2 separate regions of the Danio rerio genome follow, and region 1 is linked to region 2. The links are chromatin contacts, called in public Hi-C maps. All regions are on one chromosome and are shown on one strand. The core of a region is the stretch at or near the end of the contact, and the rest is flanking DNA. Distances in the headings are between cores, read along the strand shown.

What was found. Hi-C and Micro-C count contacts between places; a contact is called where the count stands out from the background.
Region 1: a contact with region 2 is called in a Hi-C map of hematopoietic stem cells, with 6 times the contacts expected there. The contact joins the promoter of si:ch211-13c6.2 here to the enhancer-like site in region 2. A contact is called at or near these places in 6 of 18 Hi-C or Micro-C datasets (caudal fin, embryo, hematopoietic stem cells and 1 more) and 4 of 4 datasets of contacts at active chromatin or transcription factors (caudal fin, embryo, gastrula embryo and 1 more).

What each region holds. Positions count from the first base shown.
Region 1 is chr19:44,842,556-44,848,353 of GRCz12tu, forward strand. si:ch211-13c6.2 reads left to right here and starts at 3,479. Exons shown (of 14, transcript NM_001430907.1): 1 at 3,479-3,636; 2 at 3,779-3,847; 3 at 3,965-4,033. The coding sequence starts at 3,788. It also overlaps a transcript of trioa not described here.
Region 2 is chr19:44,694,787-44,701,240 of GRCz12tu, forward strand. It overlaps trioa (trio Rho guanine nucleotide exchange factor a), which reads right to left. Exons shown (of 57, transcript NM_001104526.1): 18 at 5,691-5,840; 19 at 5,503-5,617; 20 at 3,799-3,914; 21 at 2,440-2,562; 22 at 2,106-2,300; 23 at 395-510; 24 at 219-285. Among named protein-coding and RNA genes, the nearest start is that of trioa, 92 kb to the right of the region's middle. Within about 2 kb of position 5,180, at least 3 of the 62 cell types and tissues checked have an H3K27ac peak or open chromatin away from gene starts, as enhancers often do.

The DNA of each region.
Region 1 (5,798 bases), core at 2,229-4,728, 150 kb after region 2:
AGGCACACATGCCTCAATGTTTTTCCTCATTGCATCTTCACCAACATAAAAGCATCTAATCTTTTATTAAAACTATTTGAATATGTTTAAAAATGTGCCATCAATCTTTCTGGAATAGCTCTGCTAAGTTAGCAACCAAATGCTACACGAGTCAATCTGACATACCATTTAATCCTATTTCTCAGCTCAATCTAACAGCAATAGTCGCAATCGTGTCTGCAATTACGTTTTACATAATTAACGACCTCGTGACTTTAATTACCGAGGTATTAAACAGACTTTCACCACCTCAATCTCAGACACCATGCTAGCTAGTTAGCAGGGAGTTGGAGAGTGCCACGCCAGGTCATTGTTTACATTGCTGACTACCTTTGATTTTCACATTCGCCTGATCGCTCATTTACTATTAACTCTATGACTTTTATGCTGGAAAATAACATTTTATTCACATGCTATCGGTGATACATCAGCAATAAGTAGCACAGATAAGATGACACTTTTAAAAATTACCTAATTTCTTAAAGCTGTCTCCAAATCAAGATAACGTTAACACCGTTGTGATAATAATGCTAAAGATGGATTATTTCCACAAGGGTTTTATAAGTAAATTGTGTGTGTGTGTGTGTGTGTGGGTTTTACTTATTTATTCATAACGTGGCCTGCACAAGCTCTGCCCAACCTTACATTTCTAGCTACAGGCTCTTCTTCATCAATAAGTTGCACGATTGACCCAATTATATTTAGCATTATCTCTTACGGGGCAAACTGTTAAAAATCTATAAGTTAAAGTGATTTTTGTTTTAAAAATTCCTGCTAAAATATTTCCCCAGCTAGCATCAGTGGCTCACACATGCTAACGACAAAACCAACTGAAATTTCTCCAGCTATGCTGTAATAAACCACATTTTCATCCAAACGCAGGTAATCAGACCAACAATGAAGTGGATTCTTGCACTTAAAGCATTATATTCAACAGTAGTCACTGCTAATTTCCATGATCTAGACAGCCTTCCCCACCCACCCAGTGCACGAACAATGTCCCGGAGCCTCGCGCCATTCAATCAGAGCTTTCGGGCGAATTGTCGGGCTTACCAGATTTGAAGAATGTCGCTATATCGGCCGCGTCCTTAGCCGCCTCCTCGGCCCCTTCCCCCGAGCTCATGGCTGACGAAAAAACACACAAAAAAACTACTATCCAAATCTAAAGTTGCTGTTTTATTCCCCCACAGACAGAAGGATTTGGAAAAGGCGTCCTCCGCCTCTGTGTCTGAGCACTGATCTGACACGGACGGGAAAAGGATCACTTCTGAGTGCTGCTGGGGAACATCACAAAACCTCCTCCATCTTGGTTATAACACACATTAACAGCGCCGGCCGGCGGTCGGTTCTCCCGTGCGGAGCGGAGAGACGGCAGGGGGCGGGAGATCACCGCTGAATAACACTCTTTCCAGCTTTTTACCTGTTCTAGTGACCTTAACTAAATTATTTTTAAATTGAATTGCATACAATCTACATATCTACATATATATTAGATAATACTACTACTAATAATAAAATAACAAATATATATTATTATAATATAATATATAAAAAATCTAATATATAATATAATAAATATAATATATAAAATCTAATACTCGAATAATAATAATTATTATATTTATCATTATTATAATTTATTATATAGTAAATAATAAAATAATAATATTAATTATTATTAATTAATTATATATATATATATATATATAAATATATATATATATATATATATATATATATATATATATATATATAATTTTATCATAATAATTATAGGTGGCTTATGCGTTTATTATTATTTTTCATTATTATTATGTTTAAATAATACAATTTGTCAGAAATCTTCCTGACTTTTTACTTGTGGATATATAAATGGGTGTATTAGAACAAACTGCATTGGAAGATTTATATATACATTTATTTATTTAATGTGTATTTATTCATGTATAGTTTTATTTATGCAGGAATTTGTGTATTTATTAATTTATTTATTTGCATATTTATTTATTTATTGTTTTTGCAGGTTTTATGCTCCATACCCAACAGCGGAGTGAACCACCAACTTATCCAGCATACATATCATATGGATATATATATATATATATAGTTGAAATCAGAATTATTAGCCCCCCCTCAAATGATGTTTAACAGAGCAAGGACATTTTCACAGTATGTCTGATAATATTTTTTCTTCTGGAGAAAGTCTTATTTGTTGTTTTTCAGCTAGAATAAAAGTAGTTTTTAATAATAAAAAATAATTTTTAGTTGAAATTATTGGTCAAAATTATTAGCCCATTTAAGCTGTATTTTTTTACCCTAACTTGCCTAGTTAACCAATTTAAATTAAACCTTTAAATGTCACTTTAAGCTGTATAGAAGTATCTTAAAACATATTTAGTCAAATATTATTTACTGTCATCATGGCAGAGATTAAATAAATCAGTTATTAGAAATGAGTTATCAAAACTATTATGTTTAGAAATGTGTTTAAAAAAAAGTCTCTCCATTAAACTGAAATTGGGGAAAAAATAAACAGGGGGCTAATAAATCTGACTTCAACTGGATGTATATATATATATATTTCAGGTGAAAAGTTAGATCATGATATGCTTCTGTTTTTCAGTAGAATTTATGTAATTTATCCCACAATTGTTGAATCACACTGACATCTGGCGGGTAAAACTGTGAGTGCACTGGCTGACATTCTACTCAGTGGCCTGTTTGAAGGAAAGTGCATGCTTCTGCATTTCAGGCTAGTGTGATTTCACAAAGTAGGCCATATTCCTGGATAAACATCTATTTTGACAATGAATGAAACAACGTTTCAATCAGATTTCAGGGATAACTTTAGGCTTACAGTTAGGGGTTTGTGCTTCTGCATCAATGCTATCCACCTGTTAATCCCCTCTCATTTCAAAATAATTTCAAGTTAGGGGTTATATTACATTTTTGCACAAGACTGATGTTCAGGGATCAACATAGTTGTTAATCCAGTATTGCATTCTACTTGGGAAAATCACAATCACCATCATACAGAAGTTAAATATTCATTCATTCATTCATTCATTCATTCATTCATTCATTTATTCATTTTCTTTTTGGCTTTGTCCCTTTATTAATCAGGGGTTGCCACAGCGGAATGAACCGCCAACTTACCAGCGGTTTTTCGCAGCGGATGACCTTCCAGCTGCAACCCATCACAGGGAAAGTTAAATACTTATTTAAATGAAATATAATAGAGAGAAAACAGTCATAAATTGTGTCCTAGATATACATTAAATGGTGACTTAACATTTTACATAACCAACAAACGTCAGCTTGTGAACTACTAAACGGTACTTATTTCTATATTATTCAATTTATTTTGTTTTCGCCGAACCACTAGGTGGTACAAACCTTTTTGTAGCAAGAGAATTTTAACACAGAAGAAGCCGAAGACGAGAGCGGCCTAACCTAAAAATTACGTTTCACCAATTTGTTGTTGTTATTGTCATCGTTTTTTGCATTATCAAGTAAAATATATTAATATCAGCAGCATTAAAGTGTTAATTCGCTAAAATACAGCTTATTCGACGTTGCGGACAGGCGTAATAGTAGGTATGTCGAAAATGATTTATTACGTAACGTTAGATTGTCATGATATGCTAAGTATGCTACATTTGCGCATTGCTTTGGTTTAGTTTGGTTTAATGCACAACATATATACATAACTAAATTGAAACAATCTGTTTTCTTTTAGTTTGCAAAGATGACTGATTTACTGACAGTGTACGACGACGACCAGGCCAACTCTTTCATTGACTGCATGGTGAATCCTGTTTATTTTAATTCGGATGCTCATATTCTCCCTGTTTGTTATAAAGTAATATAAAGGCAATGGCCTAAATGTGTGTGACTAATTTATATTTCTATCTTTGATCCTTAGATCTGCGAGAAAAAAATAAGGGGGGACACCAATTACAAAATCCACGTGACATCAATGCAACACTTAAAGGTAAGCAGAGACAGAATATAAATAAGGATATTTAAAAATAATAATACTCACTAATATTTAAGCGTTAATTCAGCTTATTAGATTTCTAAAGAATCAAAACACTGGAATGGGTAGATTAAATATTAAAATATACTGTAATATTTAAAATTTTAATTTATGTAAAATTTGAAAGTTGTTTTTTATAAATATAAATTGCATTTCTCAGTACTATTTATTTCATAATTAATTTCCAGTAGTTAAATGATATTTATGATTTAAAGGAGAGAGGTTTGTCAAGTATCAAAACAATAATGTTGTGTATTTAAATACTACTAAACAGTCTTGTAAGGTATATTTAGAATAATCTATAATAACAATTGCAAAAATTAATAATTAATTGTAATTTTGAAGCTTTTTACATTGCTACTATCCTTCAAAACACAAGGTCTCACCTATTAGCAAAATGTTTATTAAGTGTTGTTTTTTTTTACAAAAAAATATATCTGTTTTCATATTAGTTTGGAGTTTTTATATTCATAAAACTTATCTGAAACATCAGACACTTTGTAAGTTCAGTTTGATGCATACACGTAAATGGGACATCTCGTCTTTTACTGATGTGTATTTCTTGATTAAAGAGATAGTTTAGCCAAAAATGAAAATTCTGTCATCATCATTTACACTTTTTCTAAACCTGTTTGAGTTTTTTTTTTCTTCTGTTGAATACAAAGCAACATATACTGAAGAATGTTGTGAGGAAAAAACAGCTTTGACTTCTGTAGTTATTTTTATTTCCTACTAGGGCTGCAGAATATATCGTTTTAGCGTCGACATCGCAATGTGAGCATCCGCAATAGTCAGATTGCAAAGATATGCAATGTTGAGTCTGGATAATAGTTGACTAGAAGCTACATATTTGTATTTAGAGGGTATCCGCGTGGTTTAAAAAGTCTTAAATCGCAAAAACTTTTTTTAGGCCTTAAAAGGTCTTAAATTTACTGAAGTATTGTGTTGAAGGTCTTAAATCTTTTTTTAAGCGGGTCTTAATTTTCATTTGTTCCTGTATAGCTACACAATCTGGCCAACACCTATCCAAACACCAACAATCCATCTCAAAACTTTGTATTTAAGAATGTCATTTTTAACTCTGTTTACCATAATGGTTTAATTAATTCCTTACAATAACAGTTTTTTTTAAGTTCTCCATGTATTTACTGCGTGTATTTAAGCTGTCATGGACAGACTGTTGTGCATACATTCAGTTTAATATAGTTTTCAAAACCTTTAAATAATTAATTAAAAAAAAGGTTATGTTGAAAAAAAAGTGTATGTATACAATTAGAGCTTGCTTCTTTTGACACAATATTAAAAACCTTTTGCTTAGAATTAGCTAGACTATATATATTTTTTAAATTATTACTATTATTGTTTTATTAAATTATATTTTTAAAAAACTAAATTAAAAATCTTTTCCAACTTGGCCGTTAAAAAAAATCCTTAGCGTTTAGCCCTTTATGAGTCTAAAATGTAATTCATAATGGTCTTAAAAATTTCTTTAAAAGTCTTAAATTTAACTTGCTGAAACCCTGTATTTAATCACTGTATTTATTTGGAATTTATATAATTTATGCAACAAAAAAATCTTTCTTTTTGTCTTGTTTCTAGTCCAAATAGCAAAAGTTCAAAGCAAAAACAAGATTATTTTACTTACCCCAATGGCAAATAATTTAGCTTGTTTTAAGGGAAAAACACTTTAATTTTTACTAGTTTTTTTTGACGGTGAAAC
Region 2 (6,454 bases), core at 3,930-6,429:
AAACTTACAAACTCGCAACCGTGAGAAAAAAGTCACAATTATACTTATATTTTATTACATTTATTTATTTATATTTAGATTATGCATACTTTAAATGCCAGAATTGTGAGATATGAACTCGGAGTTGCACAAAATAAAGACAGTATTGTTTATGGTGTGGAGGAATCAGGCTTTTACTAAAAAACACACTTATAATATGACCAGAATAAAGTACTCACGTCCATGCACTCTCTCAAGTCTCGCACATAGGCCTTTTCTGTCTGGATCAGCTCAGCCATGATGAAGCTATTTAAATGAAAACAACAATTATTTTTTTCTATCTAAAACTTACACAAACTATTGAATATTTCATCGTCTCTTGAGTCAATGGGTGACAGTAAATCTATAGACATACTCCTTCCTGCGGGCAGACTTGCGCTTCTCTTCATTGAGCTCATGAGCAGCGTCTCTGAGTTTGACCTCTGACCCCGGAGCACTGGCAGGGATGATGTCCAGCTGCAAGTCTTTGCTCTGAAAAAAACAACAACAACAACAACAACAAAAAAAAACCGCACACATTTTAGTTGCACAGAAATCTAAATATAGACTTCCTAAAGGACTATTTTCACATATTTTTTCTGTTCTTTTTTTATGTGTGCATGTTTACATAAGGATAACTTGAGGTGAAAAAACCTGTAGTAAATTAAGTTAAAGTTAGAAAATGATCTAAACAATACACTTCGATAAAATAAAATTAAATATCAAACACAGATAACTTGAGATAAAAAAGTTCTATTTTATTTATTTTGGTAAGCTCTATATTCAGAATTGTGCATGAACAGTGATCTTGATTATAAAAAAAAATATTTTTTTTTGTCTATTAACAATTGTGCATGAAAACAATCTATTTAATGTACTAAACTAAACTAAACTTAAATAAAATAAAATGTTTTTTGGAGAAAACTGTGGAGTAATTATTACATTAAAAATAAAACAATAAAAAAATCAAGTAAAATGTTTTGGAAAAAACTGTTGGGTAATTGTTACATAAAAAAATAATAAAAAATAAAATAAAATGTTTTTAGAGAAAACTGTTGGGTAATTGTTACATTATAAATAATAATAAAAAATGAAATAAAATGTTTTTTAGAGAAAACTGTTGAGTATTTATTTGTAACATAAAAAATATATAAATAAAAAAGTGTTTTTTGGAGAAAACGGTTGGATAATTATTTGTTACATAAAAATAAATAAAATAAAATAAAATGTTATTTGGAGAAAACTGTTGGGTAATTATTTTTTACATAAAAAATAAAATAAAGTGTTATTTGTAAAAAAAAATTGTTACATTAATAAAATAAAATGATAAAATAAAAAAATTGTTTTTGATTATGCAACACAGTTTTCTCCATTCCTACATTTAAACAAAATTAAATAAATAAAACTTGCTTCTGGAAAATTCTTTGTTAAATTAAAACAAATACAATTTTTGGTCAATAATTATTTTTATTTTAATAAAAAACGCTCTTGGAGAAAACGGTGTTAATTTGTTACATTAAAAATTTAAATAACAACAAAAATAAATAAAATGACATTTAATTTAGGGAGAAAACCGGTGCGTATTCATCCGTTATATATTAACTAATAAAAAAAATGTTTTTCAAAAAAACTGTTGTGTAATAATTTGATAAATGTAATTAAAATTTTAAATAACTTGTTAAATTTAAACAAATACATCATTTTTTCAATACATAATATATTGTTTCGTTTTTTTTTTAGAAAACTGTGTTGCGTAATAACTTGCTAAATATAAACATATCAAAAAAAAAAAAAAAAAAAAAAATATATATATATATATATATATATATATATATATATATATATATATATATATATATATATATATTTATTTATATATATATATATATATATAAAATATATATATAAAAAGGTGCACAAATTTGAATTTTGGGTGAAATATGGCGATATATTTTTTTTGTGTCCCCCATATAATCAGCTCAGTGTTTGCTTCAAAGTAAATTTATGACCCCTATAATTCAGCTAGCTTATGTTCATCTCACCATATGCACTCATACATAGACCAACACGAGCAGAGAAACACATACAGCTTTATTGGAGTCTGAGGAGATGCCGAGTGCTTTCTCCAGAGATGTGCGGTACTTGTCCATGCGGAGCGAGAAATCTCGATAGCGTTTGTCCACCGCTGTCACCCATTTCTTAATCTCAGCGGCGTGAGAGTGACCCTTATCACAGAAACCATCTGCCAGCTGGATCAGCAGCTTCACCCGTTCTTTGGTTTGCTGAGGAAGAGGAAGAGGAAGAGAAAGAGATTTGGTGATGAAGATGCTTTTGCATGCGGGATTGGGGCAAAACTAAATGAGTTTGAGAGTTTTATTAGTGTGAGAGTGGCACTGGAAGTCATAATGCATGCAGTGGTACCTTGGCTGTGATGTGGAAGTCCTCGTGCTCCTTCAGCAGCTCCTGTGTGTGGTGTATGCTGGAGCCGGTGGACGTGTGTGTGGACAGATAAAACTCGCCAGTGTCGTGGATCCACTCCAGAGCCTGAGCAGAGAGATGAAAACACACCTCAAATAAGCATTCTTCACATGTGTCAAGGGTAATTGATGCTAAATGCTAAAAAGATACAAATAATAATATTAATAATAATAATAATAATAATAATAATAATAAGAAGAAGAAGAAGAAGAAGAAGAAGAAGATTTTAAAGCAGCTAAACATATCTACATATATCTTAAATAAATAGGCATTATTTTTTGTCAATATTAATTTTTCACATACCAAATTCCACAACAATCAGAACAATCAATAAATTAAATGTTTTAATCTTTCCAAAAACAAACAAACAAACAAACTAAAACAAGGACTAATTCTCACAAATCTAAACATTACACAAAAAAACAAAAAACAAAATATGAATAATATAAATAAAATGAATGGATTAAAATTTCTGCTTTCAACTACTTTTGCACTAACATGCATCAAAAAATTAAAAAATTAAATTAAAAAAGGTAAACTTGAACTTCTTTTTATGACTTTTAATAGTTAATTATTTTTGTCTTGGTGTAGATTTTGGATAGATTTATACATTTCAACATTTGGTTTGTTTGCTTTTTGGTTTTCAAAAAAAAAAAAAATAGATGAACATGAACATCAACAAATAATAAATAAATATAATCAACGAAAAATAAAGACCAAAAATAAAACAAATAAAGAAAATAAAATAAAAGCATAAACAAACAAAATACACATAAAAATCAACAAAAAACAAAGACTAAAAATAAAGAAATTAAAATAAAAACATTAAAAGCACCACCAACAACAAAACACACTTTAAAAAAGAAATCAACAAAAAACAAAGGCTAAAAATAAATAAATAAAATCAACAAAAAATAAAGATAAAAAATAAATAAATAAAAAAAACAAAAAACATCAAAAGCTTAAAAAAATAATAAATAAATGTAAAAATGAGCTAATTTGAAAAATAAATGCACATATATAAAACTTTAAAAATGAGAGGTATTCCTGTGCAGTTTATGCTAATCTTAAAATCAGTGTTTGATTTCTTTTGTCATTAGCATGACTGTGCAAAAACAGAAGATACCCATAAAAACACATTGCTATGGCATATGAAGACTCGCGCACACAAAGAGAATAAAAACAATCAATTTAAATCAGTTGAAAATGGTAGAGTTTCTGTAAATAAATTATGTCTCTGTGCCGTTTAATAAGAGGTGTGCAGCAGAAACTTAATAATCTGAATGAAGAAGTAAGTCAAACCTGTTTGGCGCTGCGTTCAAACACCACGTATTGCTGACACTGGTCCAGCCTCCTCTTTCTCATAGTCCAGAAGTGCAGCACGCGGTTCTCCCTCTGCAGCAGCTCATTCAGGATATCTACAAACATCACATATGATATGAACCTTAGCCATGGTCAGCAGAGATCTACTCTAGACAAACATACGAAAATACCTTATTATTAATATCTTAATTATTGTGTATTATTAAAAATACATAAGTAAAAAACTTAAAAAATGCAGATTGTTAATGAATTAATCAGATGTCTCTGTATCTATCTATCTATCTATCTATCTATCTATCCATCCATCCATCCATCCATCCATCCATCCATCCATCCATCCGTCTATCTATCTATCTATCTATCTATCTATCTATCTATCTATCTATCTATCTATCTATCTATCTATCTATCTATCTATCTATCTATCTATCTATCTATCTATCTATCTATCTATCAAGTTTTAATGGCTCTGAAGGCAAGATATATTAAATACTGACTTAAATACTATTTAGACTATTAACTGCTGACTTTTGCCTGATCTGCAGTGATGTAAGAAACGAATTACTTAGTCATCTCTTTTAATAAATAAAAATAAACAATAATCCCTGATAAAAATGCTAATATATAATAAAATTATTCATTTTAATTAATTAATTATTCATTTATTCAGATAAATAAAATTATAAATTTTATAATTAATAAATAATTAATTAAATTTTATTTAATTATAAATAATTATAATTATACATATATATATATATATATATATATATATATAAATAAATATATATATATATATATATATATATATATATATATATATATATATATATATATATATATATATATATATATATAATAAAATAATGAAAACAAAATATTTTATAATAAATTATACATACTTTTATGGCAGATAATAATAACATTAATAATAATAATAATAATAAATTGAATAAAAAAAATTATATCTTACAAGATCATGACATTTTAAACATTATTTAAATATAAAATAAAAATTACTACAAAGCTATACATTTATTAATTATTACTTTAATGGTACAAAAACCCAATCATCACCATTATTATAATGATTATTAAATAAAACCTCCATAGATGTAACATACATCTGTGTGTGTGTGTGTGTGTGTGTGTAGCATGAAGGTATAGCATCCCAATGGAGAACTACTATCAGCCATTTTCGAGGCCTGACCCATTTACACTTTCCATATCTGAGTCATTGTCGGCACAAGCTGAACAGAACAGAGCCCCATCCACAATGCGCACACATCCTAAACTGGGCTAAAGCAGGCAAAAGTGGGCCAGAGCTGAAAGTCATGAGGACGCAGAGCACAGATCAGCCACTAGATGGAGCAACAAAGCCATTTTAGAGCGAACCATCATGAAAGCCCCACGGGGGACGACAGACTGTGTTCTCAGCAGAGGAGAGGACTGGTAAATAAGAGCAGAACATGCGAAGCGGCAGCAGATGCAGACTTGTGCTTTGAGATGAGGAACAGGACGTTAAATACTACTTGGACATTCAAGGAGCTCTGTGTTTATTATAGAGTTGAAGTCAGAATTATTAGCCCTGCTGTATATTTTTTATCCCCAATTTATATGTATATTTATATATATATATAGTCAGGTGTCTCTTGAGATGTAGAGTTGTGGTCCGTGACTCACTTTTGACCTGCTGCTCTGGAGCTTTGACGTGACTCAACATCCCGGGCATGCTGACGCTGTTCCTGTGCATGTATTTGAGGAAGACGTCTGCATTACGCCTGGCCAACGTGCAGGCCTGAAACAGAGACGGACATATTAGCCCACACGGTCACAACAGACGGTGTGTGTTCTGGCTTTGGATGGGTTACCTTGAGGAAAGCCTCTTTCTGCTCCAGGTGTTTGCTGATCATGGGTGTGACGTGGTCCGATTCACAGTTGGGTCCCAGTTTGTCAGCTCCTCCGCACCAGTCCTCCTCACGCTTGTACTCCTGCTCCAGACTCTCCAGAACACTGCAAACCTACAGCACACACACACACGTCAGCTTTCAAGAGACCCGTTTCAAGATTCTAACATACTTAAAGCCCAATAGAAGAATGAGTTAGTGACCAAAACACTCTGTTTGGAGATTGAATCAGGAGATCAAAAGTAAACTGCTTCTATGAAAATTTAACTCTGGCAAAAGTATACACTGTGTATATGAGGGGTGTTCAAACTTGGTCCTGGAGGGTCGGTGTCCTGCATATTTTAGTTCCAACCCTAATTAAACACACCTGAACAAGCTAATCAAGCTCTTTCTAGGTATACAAGAAACTTCCAAGGAGGTGTGTTGAAGGAAGTTGGAACTAAACTATGCAGGACACCGTCCCTCCAGGACCAAGTTTGGACACCCCTAGTGTATATAAATATAATAGGCAGTTTAATTATTAATTATTTATTAATTAATTATTTTATTAATTTTTGTTTATTATTATTAGTTTATTTTCTCTTTTCCTCTCTTTCCCCTTCTACTTACTACTTACTACTATTATTATTATTTATTATTATTATTATTGTTATTATTATTATTATTATTATTATTATTATTATTATTATTACTTGTCCTCTCCCTGATTTCCCATCCTCCCCTTTCCT